Regions from separate parts of the Mus musculus genome. Here all the other regions are linked to region 2. Evidence: chromatin contacts called from public Hi-C and promoter capture Hi-C data. All regions are on one chromosome and are shown on one strand. Each heading gives the region's core, a stretch centred on a gene start, on an enhancer-like site or on the middle of the called end of the contact. The rest is flanking DNA. Distances are from core to core; before and after follow the strand shown. Region 1 holds the start of Glyr1 (glyoxylate reductase 1 homolog (Arabidopsis)). Region 2 holds the start of Carhsp1 (calcium regulated heat stable protein 1). Region 3 holds the start of Zfp263 (zinc finger protein 263). Region 4 holds the start of Eef2kmt (eukaryotic elongation factor 2 lysine methyltransferase). Region 5 holds the start of Alg1 (asparagine-linked glycosylation 1 (beta-1,4-mannosyltransferase)).

The links. Promoter capture Hi-C pulls out the DNA fragments that hold promoters and counts their contacts. A called contact is a pair of places that touch in the nucleus more often than the background predicts.
Region 1: a Hi-C map of B cells shows a contact between it and region 2, with 5 read pairs. The contact joins the promoter of Glyr1 here to the promoter of Carhsp1 in region 2. A contact is called at or near these places in 1 of 39 promoter capture datasets (cranial neural crest) and 1 of 484 Hi-C or Micro-C datasets (B cells).
Region 3: a promoter capture Hi-C map of pre-B cells shows a contact between it and region 2. The contact joins the promoter of Zfp263 here to the promoter of Carhsp1 in region 2. A contact is called at or near these places in 1 of 39 promoter capture datasets (pre-B cells) and 1 of 484 Hi-C or Micro-C datasets (B cells).
Region 4: a contact with region 2 is called in a promoter capture Hi-C map of pre-B cells. The contact joins the promoter of Eef2kmt here to the promoter of Carhsp1 in region 2. A contact is called at or near these places in 3 of 39 promoter capture datasets (cranial neural crest, frontonasal cranial neural crest and pre-B cells) and 1 of 115 datasets of contacts at active chromatin or transcription factors (astrocytes).
Region 5: a contact with region 2 is called in a promoter capture Hi-C map of the HPC-7 cell line. The contact joins the promoter of Alg1 here to the promoter of Carhsp1 in region 2. A contact is called at or near these places in 2 of 39 promoter capture datasets (the HPC-7 cell line and pre-B cells).

Annotation. Positions count from the first base shown.
Region 1 is chr16:5,048,479-5,051,815 of GRCm38.p6, forward strand. It overlaps Glyr1 (glyoxylate reductase 1 homolog (Arabidopsis)), which reads right to left and starts at 1,432. Exons shown (of 16, transcript NM_001079814.1): 1 at 1,328-1,432; 2 at 272-308. The coding sequence starts at 1,365. Ubn1 (ubinuclein 1) reads left to right here and starts at 1,579. Exons shown (of 19, transcript NM_026666.4): 1 at 1,579-2,303.
Region 2 is chr16:8,670,182-8,673,794 of GRCm38.p6, forward strand. It overlaps Carhsp1 (calcium regulated heat stable protein 1), which reads right to left and starts at 1,972. Exons shown (of 4, transcript NM_025821.2): 1 at 1,932-1,972.
Region 3 is chr16:3,742,783-3,745,990 of GRCm38.p6, forward strand. Zfp263 (zinc finger protein 263) reads left to right here and starts at 1,317. Exons shown (of 6, transcript NM_148924.3): 1 at 1,317-1,985; 2 at 2,995-3,175. The coding sequence starts at 1,593.
Region 4 is chr16:5,254,244-5,257,636 of GRCm38.p6, forward strand. It overlaps Eef2kmt (eukaryotic elongation factor 2 lysine methyltransferase), which reads right to left and starts at 1,713. Exons shown (of 8, transcript NM_027446.2): 1 at 1,598-1,713. The coding sequence starts at 1,693. Gm15983 (a long non-coding RNA gene) reads left to right here and starts at 1,720. Exons shown (of 3, transcript XR_003951974.1): 1 at 1,720-1,768.
Region 5 is chr16:5,231,981-5,235,496 of GRCm38.p6, forward strand. Alg1 (asparagine-linked glycosylation 1 (beta-1,4-mannosyltransferase)) reads left to right here and starts at 1,641. Exons shown (of 13, transcript NM_145362.2): 1 at 1,641-1,877; 2 at 2,986-3,063; 3 at 3,183-3,286. The coding sequence starts at 1,670.

The DNA.
Region 1 (3,337 bases), core at 182-2,681, 3.6 Mb before region 2:
GATTTTAGCATGCTACATTTTGATTACAATTGATTTCCAAGATAAAAAACCAACCAATTTCACAAGCCCTCTGACTGAAGTGATTACCTCATATTTAAACACTCTGGTTTATGCTATAACTTTCAAAACCGACTGATAACTGGAGGCAAAACACTACATTTTATCAAAATGAGCCCATTTTAAGTCAGTGTTAGAGAATGGAGGAAATTCAACATGTTAACCCTCTCCCTTAGCTTCAACTACCTTCTTTTAAAACCAACAATGCACTCACCTTTCCTGGCCAGGGAGGATACCGGCCCAGTTTCCCCCTAGAGAAAATAATACAAACAGTCAGAACTTGCCCTGGAAAAGCCAGTCCATCTCCTTCAGCCCACTCAACAAGCAATCTATGCTTCTAACTCTAGGCTGAACAAAAGGGCCAGAACAAAAGCAGGCAAACCAGATGGGTCTTTCACAGCTGGGCTCAGGGCCCTCACATATTACATACAAAACTGTATATATATATATATGTGTGTGTGTGTGTGTGTGTGTGTGTGTGTGCCTGAGATCTGTGCACTCTTCCCGAGAAGGAACATAGAAAAACAAAACCATCAGGACGTCACTGGTCTGGTACCTCCCTGGGAGAGTGTTGGAAACTTCTCTCTGTAAACACAGACTTCCCTAAGACTGATTTAATTCACCCCATGATCGGCTTTCCTTTGACAAATGATCATGGAAACCTTCCTCTAGGTAGGGAAACTACGCAGTTCCAAGGAGACAATGGTCACTCTTGGTTTTGGCTGTTGCAGGGGACACAAGGAACAGAACGAGAGGCACTGGATCACCGCCTAGCCATCATTTGCAAAGGAGAAGTCACCCTCCCCTCGGTTTCTTCATGGGGCAGCGCCGGGCAGTCGGATTTCGCCACCTGGAACCAAGCCTCGAGCCCACGTCTGTCCCAACCGAACGCGGGTATGGACGGCTCTGTCTCTAGCAAGGTATCCTCTCCTGCTTTGAGAGGAGGTCCGGAGAGACCCTGGGACTCCACGCCACGCCAGAGTTCTCTGCAGTGGCAGCTGGAGCCAGAGTTCTAGAGCCGTAACCCTCCCCTGGGATGGCCTCAGGGTTCAGAGCAGGGACCGCCGCGGCCCCTCTCGGCCTCGGTCCCCCGGGGACCGGACAGCCTCTTCCGCTCAAGCGTCGTTCACACCGCGGCGGCACCTCCTCTTCCCCACTCTCCGCCGTCCGGAGTGCATAATAAAACTACTCCTGGGCCAGCTGGCAACCCTGCGACCAGGAAAAGCAGCTTCGCGCCGTCTTTCGTTCAGCGCTGGTCGCCAGGACTCACCACACCAAGTCGCCGAGCCGCAGACTCACAGCCGCCATCTTACCACCCAACCACCGCCGCCGCACGGGCAGCCGGGAACTTCAGGTCGCCGCGGCACCGCCCATTGGAGTTGGCCTGACCACGTGACGGGTGTTTGCTGTCATCCGCCTAGCGGATGCGCTGACGTCACCGCGCCGCGGCCGTCCATTGGACTGCTTGGAGGCACGTGACTTGAGCGCCGCGCTCTCAGCGCGTCGAAGCCCAGAGACTCCAAGCTCCCGCCTCCCCCCTCCCCTCCGGCTCGTGACAACGAAGCATCCGCGGTCCAAAGCAGCGGCGGCGGAGGCGGCGCGGCCGGACTAGCGCGAAAGGGAGCCGACTGTGCTGCCCGCTCGCTTCCGGGACTCTAGACTCATTTCCAGTCTTTCCCGCTGCTTCCGTTACGGCTGTTAGGCAGGCGCGGGCCCCGGGCCGTTGCCGAGCCTGAGGTCCCGGGCGGATAGGTGTTGGAGTCCGGTTGCTGCCCTGACTGACCCTGGCGCGGCCTGGAAGCCAGTCTCGGTCCCAGCCCGGGGCAGAAGAGGCCCCGGTTGCCCGCGAGCCCGCGCTCGGGGCGGGAGCTCCAGACTGCTGAGGAGCGCCCAGCTCGACAGTCGGCTTCCGGAGCGGCGTCCCCGCCAAGCGTCCTCGGCGTCGCCCGACTTGTTTTCTTGGACGTGGACTTGGCATATCTCGGCTCCCCCCGCTGGCTGACAAGAGAAAGCGGCAGTTTGTCGAGAGGCTTCCTTCCCGCGGGCTGGGGAGCCGGCCATGGGCCGCGGCGCGGGCCCTCCGCGCGCCCGCCTGCAGCGCTCGGGAGCGGGCCGCTGAGCCGCGCCGCAACCCGAGGGTCCCGGGCCGGCATGAGGACCACCACGGGGGGACGTCTACGGCCCGCGTCGGCTCTGGGGACAACGGTGAGCGCCGCGGTCTGGTCCAGCCTCCCGCGTTAGCCTTCGTAAGTAGTGTGACACTTTGCAAGAAGTTTTGACAGCTGGAAGACAGGTGACAGTAATGGGAACTGGTACCTGCCGAGGGGCAGGGCGGCTGCCCTAAGTTCCGTAGACCGAGTTGAAGCTCGACTTTGAGCAAGAAAAGTCTCACACCCAAGAAAAGGCGGCAGGAGTCTGTGTCAGGGTGGACTTAACTTACAGCTGTACTTTCTGAAGTCAACGCCTGCTCGGAAGGTGACGGGTTCACGCCCCTTTCCCCAAAGCAGTGTCCTTGTAGAGGCTTTGGTTGTCAATTGCTCTGAGAGATGGTGTGGTGGAGAAGCTGGGTGGTTGACCCCAGCTTGTTTTTTCTTTGGAAGAAGTACCACATTTTTCAAGGACTGTCATTTACATTGTGTGTTAATTAAACACGAACTGACCATTTAAAGTGTATTTAAGATTTCATAAAATTTGACAAATGTTCTTAATTTAGAAATTAGAGTTTTCCAGGAATTTAAGAATATTGTAATGACTTGTCTTTAAATGTAAATCTTTACAACTAAATTTAGAAACAATCCCATCAAAGTCAGGAATAGAACAAAGGATACATTGTCTAATGTCCTGTAATTCTAGTTAATGAAATAAGACAGGAGCCGAGTAGTGGTGGCACATGCACTCAGGAGGCAGAGGAAGGTGGATTTCTGAGTTCGAGGCCAGCCTGGTCTACAGAGTGAGGTTCCAGGACAGCCAGGGCTACACAGAGGAACCCTGTCTCAAGCAAACAAACAAACAAAAGAATGAAAGAAGACAGGAAACAAAAATAAATATAAAATAACCTGTCATTTTTGTAGGACTTTGCCTTTCAAAATAAAAAGGGAAAGCCATTAAATAGGGAAAGAAATTAATGAAAAAATTAGCATACAAGTTTTTCTGTTTTTTTTTTGGTAGTCAGTTCAAAAGTAAATTAGTTAAAAAGAATGTATTTATGATAACAAAAACATAAAACAGTCCCTAGGAATACCTGGAAATAGGCTTTTGCATAATATGTTTTTTGTTTTGT
Region 2 (3,613 bases), core at 722-3,221:
TGAACACAGAAGAGCAAACAGTACAGGATTAGGAGACAACCCGTCCCTCCAACAGCCCAGCTGGGACGCCCCCTCCCCTGCCTCCCTCCCCTCAACTGCCAGGAAGCTAGAAGCTCCAGATTAGAGTCCAGAAACCCAAAGCAGTCCCTTCCAATAACGTCATCCCACGGGGCAGGCCAAGGAGACCTCTTGGCCTCCTAGCCCTGAATTGCCTCACCCCACCCCCAGTTCTGCTCACCTTCCAGCCTGATTGTTTCCATCTTCTCCTAGACCCACTAATTCCCTGCCTCAGTTTGACAAGGACCTTGCAAATCCCAGTAGCTCAAAGCTATAGAGGCAGTCCCAGCCACACTGCAGAGCAGAAGGTGGGCTTAACAATAGTGGCCCTAAGGTGTGCACAGTCACACTAGGAGAACCCTCCCCTCCCACAGCTGCCAGATATGAGGCACAAAGTCTTCCCCTTGCATTCGCAGGACTAAGAAAGCCAGCTCCCCCAACCCTAGGCTGGGCTGAAGTCAGCTTACTCTGACCCCAATTCAGCTCATGGTCACCCTGGAGGGTGAGGTGATGCAAGGGCACAGAGTGGCAACCAGGCTGTCGTCACCCAAGAGGCGATGATAGGGGGGAGGGAGGCCAAACTCTGAGGAGACCCCTGTCCCAGACCAGGGAATGGCTGAGCTGAGGCTTAAGGATCACTTAGGGACACAATGAACAGTCAGAGTCACAAAGCCGCTAGAGAAGGCCCTGTGGGAAAGTTCGAGCCTAATAGGACAAAGAACAGGAACATGGGACACAGATTGTAATTCGAGTTTTTAAGTGGTTTGAAGGATCTTGCTGTGGACAGTTCCTCTGTCTTAGTCTCCCCAGTGCTGTGAAGGAGAAGGAAGTTATTTACCGCAGCTGGCCTTGAACTAATTATGGAGCCACGATTGAACCTGAATCCTGAATCCTTTTTACCTCCCCAGTGCTGGGACTGCAGGCATAACCCACCACTACTGGTTTAATGACCAATTATTTTTCATTCTCTCCCTCTGGCTTCAGCTTGGAGAGAGAACATACTAAAAGCACCAAGAAGTAACAGTATGGTCAAGAGGGGAAGGTTTTTAAAAAGCCCCTATTTCTCCAGACACTTAGGCTAGCCAGCTCCCTCTATTCCAATCGGCGGGGAAGGGTGGGGGGGTCTCCTATTTTGCAAAGGGGCACCTCCATCTCTCAGAATCCAGGCCCTGAAGGAGAAGTGGGAATCTACAGCTGACCCTGCACAGACCTAAACTGCAACCTCAGAAAACTGTGAGCTCAGAGCCTGGTTTTTTTAAACAAAAAGCAAAACCCAACCTTGCATTTCCGGCCTGTAAACAGGACCGCCAGTCCCGGTGAAGTTTTCCTCTGTGCCCTAAGGCCCCCATCCTGGCGCAAACACCAAGCGAGCGCGCCCTGCCGCTCCTCCTCCCTACAGGCAGCCAACCGCGAGGGGTCAGGGCGGTTCCCCCTCTCCGGGCCTGGCTACTGTCCCGCCGCCCAGCATGCAGCTGGCGAGGCCCGGCCGTCGAGGACAGCTCCGCCTTCCTCTAGCCGCGAGTCTCCAGCACCTCCAGCCCGCCAGAAAACGCAGAGGGCGCGCCTCCTACGCTCAAAAAACAGGTGGCCCAGAGAGAAGTACTAACCGAAGTCAGACAAGTATCGGTGTTGTGGCCACACCCACCCGTCTCCCCTTGGGGACGGTGAGTAACCCGCGCTCCCCAAACTAGCCCGGGCGACTGGAGCACGTCCCGGAGGTGGGGGTGGGGGGGCACCCATCACGGAGCTGGAGAACGAGAAGGCCCCACAGAGGGGAAGCAAAGTGCAGAGCAGGCCTCGGCCCCGTCCCCGCGGCTCCAGAGATCCCGCGCACCATCACGCCCATCCCTAGGGTCCCAGGACCAGCCACTTACCTGGCGACACGTCCTACTCCTCCAGCTGCTGCTCTTCGACTGCAAGAAAAGATCGGGGACTTGGGGCGTGGCCGCGGGGCAGGGCGGAGTGTGAGACCACGCCCCTTGGAGCTCCGGGCCAATGGACGCGCGGCCCGGACCTTGGACTGGTCGGGGAGGAGGAGCGCGGCACAGCTGCTGCCGCAGGACCTTTGTGTTGATGCCCCGCGGGCGGGAGCCGGGGACTCGGCAGCGGCTGGAGGTGTTCTCCCCGCCACTCGCGGGTCTGCGGGCGCCCAGTGCCGGCCCGGTGCCCGGGAAAGTGGCACAATCGGGTCTCGGCGTGCTGTGCCTGCCACTCCCCAGCACAAGTCCGGCCCCAACCTGCCCTTGACTCGAGATAAGCGGGCGCCTTTTTTTTTTTTTTTTTCAAGAATTAAGAGATAGAAGGAAGGCGAGAGACAGAAAGGGAAATATAAAAATGAGAGGAGGGAGGAGTTGTTTTGTTCGTTTTCTATTGTCTAATTGATTTATTCTTCGTGGGCTGATTTTGAGACAGGATAGCCTCAGACTCCCTAATGGATTTGAGATGGGTGTGGGCACCAACCCCATGTTTTTTCAATTTTTATTTCTACTGAATCCCTGAAGCTTTATGTACTGGCTGGTTTTGTGTGTCAACTTGACACAAGTTAGAGTCATCCGAGAAAAAGGAGCCTCAGTTGAGGAAATGCCTCCATGAGATCCAACTATAGGACATTTTCTCAATTAGTGATCAATGAAGAAAGAGCCCAGCTGGTTGTTGGTGGAGCCATCCCTGGGCTAGTGGTCCTGGGTTCTATAAGAAAGCAGGCTGTGTAAGTCATGAGGAGCAAGCCAGTAAGCAGCTGTCCTCCATGGCCTCTGTATCAGCTCCTGCCCAGTTCCTGTCTTAACTTCCTTCAATAATTAACAGAAACATGGAAGTGTAAGCCAAATAAACCTCTTTCTCCCCAGTTTGCTTTTTGATCAATGGTGTTTTCATGGCAGCAATAGAAACCCTTAAGATACTTTATCTGTGGAAGTAAATGGTGTTTCTTCCAATTTTCAGAAAAGGAAACTGAGGCACAGAGACATGCTGTGATCTATCTCCATGGCCAACAAAGAGAGCAAGCCCTCAGCGTGACCCCCCCCCCAGGGTCAAATTCATATTTCCTAGGTGTGGGAAAGAGGTTCCCTGTAGGTGTGGTAGGCAGCAGCCCCCAGTCTTCCAAGAGATAGCTCATCCCTACTGAGACCCTCTAGACCTACCCCCAGGGCATGCTGAACCATCAAAATCAAGAAAGCCAACTCCTCAGGCAAAGAGAAGGGCTCCCTCGGCTCTCTGGCAGGGGGACTAGAAAATGGTACAGTCACCATTCAGGAAGGAAAAAAAAAAAAAAAGACAGATGCCCAGGCACGTGCCCACGAGGAGACTGAAGTATATAGTCACACAAGCTTTTTGGACCCCTCCATGATCGGTTTATTTATTTTTGAGGCAGTCTTCTGTGACCCAGTATGATTATGAACCATGGCTGTCACCTTTACTGGATCTGCAGTCACCTAAAGAGACAAGTCTCTGTGTATATCTTCTTGGCTAGGGAAATTAAAACGAGAAGGGCCGCCCTAACTGGAGACAGCAGTAAAACCTTTTTGGGTTTCGCCAGCTTGCTTTCCTGTCTTCATGA
Region 3 (3,208 bases), core at 67-2,566, 4.9 Mb before region 2:
CAGAACATCATTCTCAGCTCAGGAAAGAAAGCAGGGAACTGAGTGGTAGGCAGGGTTTATACAAGATTTCTTAATCTTCCCACCACAGCTTTCCAGGGTGAGGATTGGTAGAATTTCACTGAGCTTGAAGGAGATCAGAGACTGATGAGTTTGCTCAGGGCTTGAAGGGTTTCTATACCAAGCTCCAGGATTAGTGGGTTTTTCTGTTCAGGGTTGGTGGGATTTATTTATTTTTATCTTTTTGTCTTGTAGGGTGGGGCCAGGCTACTCTTCCTCCTCGGGCCAGGGAATGACAGTAACAGCTATTATTAAACAACTATTAGGGTTAGGGACCATTAAGGAAGTCAGAGGTGGGAGGGACCTGGCTGCTGGAGCTCCTGGTGGCCATTTTCCTGCCTCAAGGTCTTACAAAGTATAAAAAGTTCACAAAGGGAGACCAGAGCAAGGAAGGCTTTCCCTGCCTCTTGAGTTGCAATGAATAGACAACAATGTAAGCATGTGTCCAATAAGTGATTACGGGTTTTCGTGACACACTCCTAGAATCTGCAGACTCCACCACCTGTCTGTGACAGCTGCAGTCTCAGGCCTGGGCTATTCTCTCTTCAAAAAATAAGGAAGTCCGCCTTGGTGTTTCCTTTTCTTCAACCTTCAGGAAAATAGTCAGAGCCGATGATTATGCTAATCCTTAGACCTGCTCTGGGAGATGGCAAGAGCAGTTCATACCCAGAGCGTTCTTCTGGGTCGACCAGCCACCTAAAGATGGAGGACTAGGGACCATCGCTCACAGGGAGGCAAAAGCTCGGGCACGGGTATGTTTATCGTAGCTCGACAATCCATTTAGACCTGCTCAAGCCACAGTGCAGGCGCAATAACAAGGGCGCGCCATGGACTACATTTCCCACCAGCCCCAGGCAGCTCGAGCCCTGGAAGCACAGTCTATTTCCGGTTGTAGGTCTCCGGAGTGTTGGGATCGGCCTTCGGAAAGGTTTTCTTTGTTAAGCTTCTGGGCCCCGACATGACACTCTAGCGCCTCTGGACTCTGGTTCAAGCGTGGCTGAAGAACTTACCTTTTGGCAAACTTTCCTATGCAAATCTGAGCCAGGTTGTCCCCGGGTCACATCCGCCCAGGGATTCCCACCCCTACCGCTTCCCCACCTGGAGGCCCCGCCCATTGCGTAGCCCCGCCCCTCATCCCCATCCGACTTGTTCCCCTCCCGCTCTTTTATGCAAATTTTCCTTGTCCTGGGTGGACCGTGAGTACGTGGTGAGACCCGACCCAATGGGAGACAGCGCAAGGGAAACGTGAACCGGAAGTCCGTCCTGACTAGCGGCCGTTGGCTTATGACGCCTAACTCGCGTGCTGAGGCTTGCGACCCGGGCCCTGCGACTTAAGTTCTGTGCGGGCCTGAGAAGCCGGTCAGGTGGCGACGCTGCAGGCCTGATATTGCTGAGATTGTGACCTGGGTTCCTCCGGCGGGATTTGGAGCCCGGAGTCTCTCGGTTGCTGCAGCCGTGGCCTACTGCTGTACAGAACCCAGGGCGTCTCTCAAGGCGGACGTAGCTGGTGTCGGGACCTAGGCTGGTGTCGGGGCATGACTATGGCTGCGGGCCCAAGCTCGCAGGAGCCAGAAGGGCTCCTCATAGTGAAACTGGAGGAGGACTGTGCCTGGAGCCACGAGGTACCCCCGCCTGAGCCAGAGCCCAGCCCGGAGGCCTCCCATCTGCGATTTCGACGGTTCCGCTTTCAGGACGCCCCGGGTCCCCGGGAGGCCCTTAGCCGGCTTCAGGAGCTTTGCCGCGGGTGGCTGCGGCCGGAGATGCGCACCAAGGAACAGATCCTGGAGCTGTTGGTGCTGGAGCAGTTCTTGACTATCCTTCCCCAGGAGATTCAGAGCAGGGTGCAGGAGCTGCGCCCAGAGAGCGGCGAAGAAGCAGTCACTCTTGTGGAGCGTATGCAGAAAGAACTTGGGAAACTGAGGCAACAGGTGACAGCTGTTTTACCCGTGGTTTGGCCCGGAAGTCATTGTGCTAGCCTCTTCTGTAGTCGAATATACTTGATCGTCCTGAGTACACTTTACAGGAAGGAGAGGGATTTTTTTGTAGCTTATCCTTTCCTTCCAGATTGTTCCCATATGACGACAGTAGGAAGTGAGGAGCACTTCCACCAGTATTTAGTTATGTAGTTAGAAAGCTTCTCACAGGCCTCGTGACTTTGGGCAGACTACTTAATCTGTTTCGTCCTGTTTTTCTGTTGGCTAAAGCACTGTCTGGGAATAATTTTGAGGACTTGGAGAAAAGTATGTCGTTTGGATGACACCTACTGCCACTGCTTTGAGGGGTTTGTTTTGTGACAAAGTCTTACGTAGCTCAAGCTAACTGACTCAGTGTGTAGTTGAGCTTGGCTGCAGAACAGTGGTGGTCCTCCACCTTCAGTCTCCCCAAATTCCGAGTTCTAGGGTTACAGGCAGAGTCTAGATATGTAGCCCAGGCTTAAACTCGAGGCAATCCTCCTGCTTCAGCCTCCCCACTGCTGATTCCCACAGGCATGTGCCACTATCCCAGGCCTATATTTAGTGGATAACACCCAGCATATCTTAGTCAATAGTTTGCAATACAGAACTGGATCTCTGCTAATTGAACTCTGAAAAACAGCTAAGCACCGAGGGGCTATGGTCGCAGCCTGATAAGTTCACCTTATCTAGTAGTGAAACGTGGAAGCATCTAGAACAGGTGAGTGTGATCGAGCAGAAGTGAGGAGTATCAATGGAATATGTTGAGAAAGTGTGCATTGAGAGTGGACCCTCAGTTTTCTTGCTCCATCCCTCCCCCATTTTCTGCTACCACCTAAAAAGCCCTTAGCATAAAACATCTTCTTGGCCAAGACCAAAGGGATAGTCTGTGGTTCTCTGTTGAGGGTGTGTCCTAAGAATCCTGTACTAATTTCCAATTCTGTCAGCCCCGTTGTGATGATGAGTGATGTGGGTTGGTTCCCAGGTCACAAACCAAGGGCGGGGAGCAGAAGTGCTTTTGGAGGAGCCTTTGCCACTGGAAACAGCAGGAGAGTCACCGAGCTTCAAGCTGGAGCCAATGGAGACTGAGCGAAGCCCTGGCCCCAGGCTGCAGGAGCTGCTAGACCCCAGCCCCCAAAGGGACTCCCAGGCTGTAAAGGAGAGGGGTGAGGAACAGTTATCTGGGCAGGTGGGAGGGA
Region 4 (3,393 bases), core at 463-2,962, 3.4 Mb before region 2:
TTTCTACCTTGGTTGCCTTCAGCAAAAGGATTGTCAGTCTGACAGCTTATACCAGCCTTGGCTGCCTGAACACTCCATAAACACCCTTAGACAACCAGACCTGATTGTCATGACTGCTGAAGCTGCGGGCTCAGCCGGGGCTGTTTGAAACTTTTTGCTGTTACAAACCTGGGTGTACAGTGTATTGCTCTGCACTCATTTCCTGTGGGACAGAGGGGAGCACGCCCCCTAGTGGCGTAGCGGAAGGATGGCTGGGATGGAACAAGAGGCAAAGCCGTGATTGGTTCAGACACCTACACAGCCTGCTGCTGTGGTCAAAGAGGGAGTAGACTGTAAGGAACCCTCCCGCGCTACCTCCTGGGAAGAGTCTCTTGCCTACTTTAGTAGTGCGGGCTGCGGGGGTAACAAGGAGAAAGCAGACCCAGTCAAGGCTCAACAGTGGACGGCAGAATTGTAAAAGCAGACAGGCTGGCCATGGTCAAGAGCTAATGAATCCGCACTTCCAAGACCTGCACAAGAGCTGTATGTTTCTAAGGGCTGCTGCCAAGGGCTGAAGAAATCCAATACCTTGGCCTGCTGGGAAGCTCGCAGCCAAAAATGTCCTAAGAACTCCCGGAGGGCCAAGGGCCCTACACTCAAGAAACCTGCAATTACTGGTCTTGTCTGCCTACAGCCGGCACAGAAAAACACAGTCAGCAGAGATCAGCACTCCCAGAACTTTTTGTCTATCTATGATTTCTAGCTGGGCAAAGGAAAAGAAGTCCAGCTGTTTAGTAGCAAGAGGCTGCTATCATTGTATCCTTTACTGTATTAATTAGAAATGATGGCACAGAGATGTAGCCTCTTGTAAAGTCCCACAGCACACAGGGGGTTGAATTAGAACTATAAGCAGGAAGCTGGCCTCCCCGGCCAGAGCTCTGATTCTTTCCTTCTTAAACTCCTGGTCAAATGGAGTGACCACAGACGCCAGTGCTGTGCACTGTGGGTGACCCTGAGCAAGTACTTAGCACAGCACATGAACTATTATTACAGTTGACATTGAATAAGGACTTATATGTTATTCGGGTTTCGTTTTGCGTTAAGACCAGAGATATTTTATGTCGATGAAATAATACAACTACCCAAACCACCCAACGAAACCGGGTAGACTCTGGAGGAATACAAATCTATAGTAACTCATGCCGGTGAGCTCACCGCACAAGAGTTAACAGCGAGGCACGCTCTAAAGGATCCTCGCGTCCGAGCTGCAGGTCCCCAGGCCACAGGGAAGCACCATTTTCAGTCCGAACTCCCTCTGAGACGGTTCTGCCTGAAGCCTGCCCTTCGGATGGGGACCTGGCCTCCTTTTCAGGAGAGCGCGGCTCTTGCCATTTGAAGACGTTTAGTTTTTCAAAGTTGTTTTGCAGTCGCCAAGATGACCGATTACTGGCTTAAAAGTTGCTAAAATAATCCAGCCCGGTTCGTGACCCTGTAAACCCTGCCGGGGAAGGGCCCGCCTGCCTCCCCCAGTCCAGCGGTGAGCAAAGGCGGCCCGAGACTCCCGGCCCCGCCGCCCGTGGTGCTCGACCCTGATACCCGCCGCACGCCCGCCGCCCACCTGCCAGGGAAAGGAGGGCAGCGCGCGAGCCGCCAGGAAGCGGCGCTCGAAACTCTGCAGCAGAGACGTGGCCCCCTCGTGGTCCTCAGGCGCCATCGCGGGGCAGGGCCAGGGTTGCCTGGAAACGGGCGGAAGCGAGGCCTGAGACGGAGGAGGCGTGGCAACTAGGAGGTAAGATGTGGGCGGGGGCTAGTCTATGTTCCGGCCCAGGAGGCGGGGCAAGATGGTGCCCGCGGGGCGGGGAGTACGGTGGGGCAGGGTTAGAGGCGGACCGGGCCGGGTTGGGCCTGACTGGGGAGCGTTTTAAACAGTTCCTGGAGCTGGAGCTGGCAACTTGGAGGCGAAGCCTAGACTGGCTTGGGGGCGGGGCTCAGAGGGCGGTCCTTGGCAGGAACTGGGGGTTGGAAGGTGGGCCCGAGCGGGAATGGGGGTGGGGCTGAGATTGAGGTTGAGCAACTCTTAGCCGGTTGTCTTTGGGTGGTCTGGGGCGAGCTCAGATCAGCCGGGGGCGAGGCTAGGGTGGGTCTGCCCTCGAAGTAGCCGAGGAAGATTTTTGGAGGGGTCTAACCCCACCTGGGTGTTAGGAAGTGATACCTGGGATCCTTCAGCCTACCTGCGCACGCACACGCGCGAGTGCGCGCGTGTACACACACACATCCACGAAGCCAGGTCAGCATAGGGGACCAAGGAGTTGGTCTTTATTCCCTGAACTGGGTTCATTTAAATAAAATGAACTGAGATTGTTTCTGTGGGGTTTCATCTTTTAATTTCTTTACGTTATTTGTGTATATGTGTTCACACACACACACACATATAACAGTAACAGTATCTGCTCTGAAAATTAGTGCACAGAATTGCAGAGGCTTCCAGCAGGAGTTTTGTTTCATCTTGCAAGGAATAGAATCTGAACTAAGAGTGGGAGTTAGCTGCAGTGGGTGGCAGAGTATTCTGTTCAAAGTCCCTAGAGTTGAAAGGCAGGACACTGGCAAGCCACCCCTGTTGTCCTCCAAGTGTGCACTGTCATTCAAGGTGTAACAGTTCAGTTTAGCAAATGTCTCAAAATCTCCATTTGGAAGCTTCTAGAGCTAGCTTGTTAAATATACTTGCAGAATGTTGATGAAGGGGACAGATTGTATCCCATTACCTCCTTTAGACAAGAAATCCTGAGGTTTGTTTTGGAGAACAACAGAAGGGAATTAATTACAGTCAGGTCTGTGACCCTCCAAAAATCCAGGCCAGCATAGGGGACCAAGATGGGATTGGTCTTTTATTCCCTGAGCTGACTTGATTTAAATAAAATGAACTATGATTGTTTCTGTGGGATTTTGCCTTTTAATTTCTTTACATTGATTATTTGTGTATGTGTGTGTTTGTGATCCACCACACATAAATAGAAGTCAGAGGATGGCTTGAAGAAGTTGGTTCTTTCCTTCTACCATGTGGGTTGAACTCAAGCCATTTGGCAAGTGCCTATACCCACTGAGTTATTGAAGTAGCATTATTGGTTTGTTTTACAGTGTCTTGCTATGCAGACCTGGCTAGGTTGGTATTCTCTTTGTAGCCCGTCTTGGCCCGAACCTTGCAGTGATGCTCCTGCCTCAGCCTCCAAAGCACCCAGGCTTCTCGGTGTGTGCCGCCATGCTGGACTATTACTGTGACTCACATTGCATATTCCTCATGCTGCACTCACCCAAGGAGCATGGGACCTGGTGACTGAGGAAGGCTGGCTTAGAGTGGCCTCCGGGGCGCTCACTTGCCTGTGCCATTTTGATCAGTTCCCTGCCTGCAATTGGTGA
Region 5 (3,516 bases), core at 391-2,890, 3.4 Mb before region 2:
CCTTGTCATGGCCTAATGTCAGATTCCTGCCCCAAGCCCATTTCCTTGTCCTTGGCCAATGTCAGATTCCTGCCATGCAGCCCCCAAAGCTCCCCACACAGCAGTACTTTTCTAGCTGGCAAAGTCAGGAACTCTAGAGTTCATGCCACTATCATTATCTTATGCATCTCTTTCTTTCTCCCTTTATTGCCCATACTTAAAAAGTTCTCCCTTCCTTCCTTCCTTCCTTCCTTCCTTCCTTCCTTCCTTCCTTCCTTCCTTCTTCCCTCCCTCCCTCCCTTCCTCCCTCCCTTCCTTCTTTCCCTTCCTTTCTTTCTCTATAACCCATTGTCTATTCGTCTCTCCCTAAACTTGAGTCTCCTTTTTCTCCTTATAAGCTGAAAGCCAACAAGCTTTAGTGAGCTTTCTGTTTCTGCCCCTCACAGCTGAGATTATAGGTTTTGTGGTGACATCCAGCTTGTTACATGGGTGTCAGGATTTGAACTCCTGTCATGATTGCAAGTAAGAGCTCTTAACTGCTGAGTCATTTATCCAGCCCCTTATTTTTTTGAGTTCTTGTCATAAGCTGCCCAGGCAGGTCTTGAACTCTCTATGGAGTCGAGGATGACCTTGGCTTCTCCTCCACAGTGCCAGAATTACAGGCTATACTATGCCTGCTTCCTCTCTTTTGTATTTGAATTGTTGTATTCAATGTGCATGCATCTTAACAAATGAAGAGATAAACATTTTGCTTAATAAATTTTCTCACTGGAAGGCACCTCTGCTAAAGAGCCAGAGGCCCTATGGTCTCTTGCCTTCTACCAACAAAGATCGGTTTCCATGTGTAGCCATGATCTTGTTTATACATTCACTTCTCAGGGAATGGCCTCTTTCCTCAACAAAACTAGGAAATTCATCCAAATTGTTTTTATTTATTTAGTGTACAAGGGAGGTGCTGTGTGTGTCACAGCAGGAGCGTGGAAGTCAGAGGATGTAGAGAGTTGATTCTCTCCTTCCTGAGATGGTACCCTACTTTAGCATCAAACACCTTTACCTGAAGAAAACTCATCAGCCTCTCATCTAAAATTTAATCTCTCTTGTTAGATTATTAAAGGCAGCTACTGAGAGAGTAGATAAAAGAGGCTGGGTCTGATCATAGCCGAGACAAGTTCATGTACGGTGAGGGTACATTTTTGTGTAGATGGCTAAGATACTCACAGAAGATGAGATATGGCCTCCTATAGGGGTAGAAATGACTTCACAGTCCGTAAGGGAAGCTGAGAAGTGTACTCTAGCAGCAGGTAATCATTATCATCATTATTATAGTTTGAAATTTATCTTAGCGGTCTTTAAAAGAAGTTCTTAGACTCCAATAAAGGTACAGCTTTACTTTCACAGGGGAAAACACACTTCAGAGAACTTGGCATGGCTAAGTCCATTCTTGGGCTCCTTAAGTAACTCTTCAAAGGCCTCCTACCCTTTCCAGGCCCCGCCCCCCCGTTCAGAGCCCGCCCCCATCTTCCAAATTCTCTTTCCTTTTCTCCCAGACCTCGCCTTATCCAAGGCTCCGCCTCCTCCTTCGTAAAGAGGCGATTTCATAATCACCTCCCCCTGGGCAGGGTCTGGGGTGTGCGCTTGCGCATAGCGAGGCTTCCGGGCCCGGTCACGTGCTCGGCGCCGGCCGGCCAAGATGGCAGCGTCCTGCGTGGCGCTGCTGGTTCTGGCGCTGCTGTTGCTGGTGCTGCTGCTGGGCTTGTGGAAGCGTGGGCGGCAAACGGGCAGGGCCCGGCACATGGTCGTCGTGGTGCTGGGCGACGTGGGCCGCAGCCCCCGCATGCAGTACCACGCGCTGTCATTGGCCCAGAGCGGCTTTTCGGTGACGCTGCTGGGGTTCTACAGTGAGTGGCGGGGACCTGAGAGGGAGGCTCAATCAGGAGCCTTGACTCTCCCTGTTTTGGGACAGAGGCGGGAGCAGCTGTGCTCCTCTCCTGCCTGTTCTGGTCTGGACCGCTGTTTTCTGGTGTCTGGGAGCAGCGGGCGTCAGTCGCCGTTTACCATACGTGAGGACTACAAATAGATCGGTTGCAAAAGTGTCTGTCACTTGCTTTGTTTAGGTAGTGCACAGACAGGCTGCAACCCTGGTGTGTGAGACCTTAGTGCTGGTCACCACTTCCTCATGCTGCCTTTGTCACTGAGTTGGCAGGCTGAATGTTTCTTCACATCCCTTGTCCAGCCGCAGAGCTTTTCTTGCTGTGGATGGTTCTCTTGTCCCCTAAGGTGTAGGCAGAGGTGTCCACTCCCTCATCATGTCCACGTGGATGATTTTTCAGGGGTTCACTCTTACTATGCAGCCTCTAGCTGGTTTGGATCTCACTATGTAGGCCAGAGTGTCCTTGAACTCACAGAGATCCACTTGCTACTGCCTTTAGAGTGTTGGGATTAAAGGCATGCACTTTAGTAGCCCCTCAGGTATCCAACCTTTTGACACAGTCATATGAAATCTGCTAGCATGTTGGGGACATTCATAACTATCCTCGAACACGTGCTGGGCACCTCAAATTGGATCTGCGAACTTGGGGGTGGCCCAGCTCTATCTAAGGGAAAGTGGAAATAGCCCTTATTGGTCCCCGTGTGGAGTGCTATCCTAGGGCAGACTGCCATCCAGGAGTTCTACTCTTTATCAGTTAAATTGGGTCCCTATTGCATGCCAGTCATCAGGTTAAATTAAGTAGGTATGATGAATGCCCTTCGAGGGTATTCTATAGAAGAACACAAAGTGACCTCATTTTCTATTCTGGGTACTGGGGACCTGTGAGGTTTTGATAGGTGTTATTTTCCTTCCACCTTGTTTACTTGAGATGGGCATGCTTTGTAGCACATGCTGGCTTTGAACACTTTATCCTGCCTTATCCTTCCAAGTACTGGAATTACAGATGTGAAGGAACACACCCAGCTGACTGTAACTGGCTATTTCTGATACCTGAAAGGGCTCATTTGCATTTGCAGACTCCAAACCTCGAGATGAACTCTTGCAGAATGATAGGATTCGGATTGTGAAGTTGACAGATCTGCGGGGCCTGGGAGGTAGGACCAGTCAACTCCAGGTTCTTGACTAGGGGTAGGGATGGTTGCGTATTGGGAAGATGAAGGGACTCTCAGTGCCAAGAGCTCTTTTGTAGAGACAGATGTTTTCTGACTTGCAGCTGGGCCCCGAATTCTCCAGTATGGAGTCAAGGTTGTATTTCAGGCAGTGTACTTGCTGTGGAAGATGATGCGCATGGACCCTGCAGCCTACATCTTCCTCCAGGTATGTGCCAGCTGCTCTTTCCTTCTGTGAGAATCACCATTATCATAGCAGGTCTCTTGCTGGTCTTTTAAACATGCACACATCGGGTTGTGGGTGTGGCTCAGTGAGGTCTTGGATTTGATTTCCAGCCCACATACAAAATGAACAAATTATTAAATGTATTTAATACTTCTGTGTGCATAGCCTATAAAAACATGGGGAGGGCTGCTGCACTCGTGAACTTGCAGCTA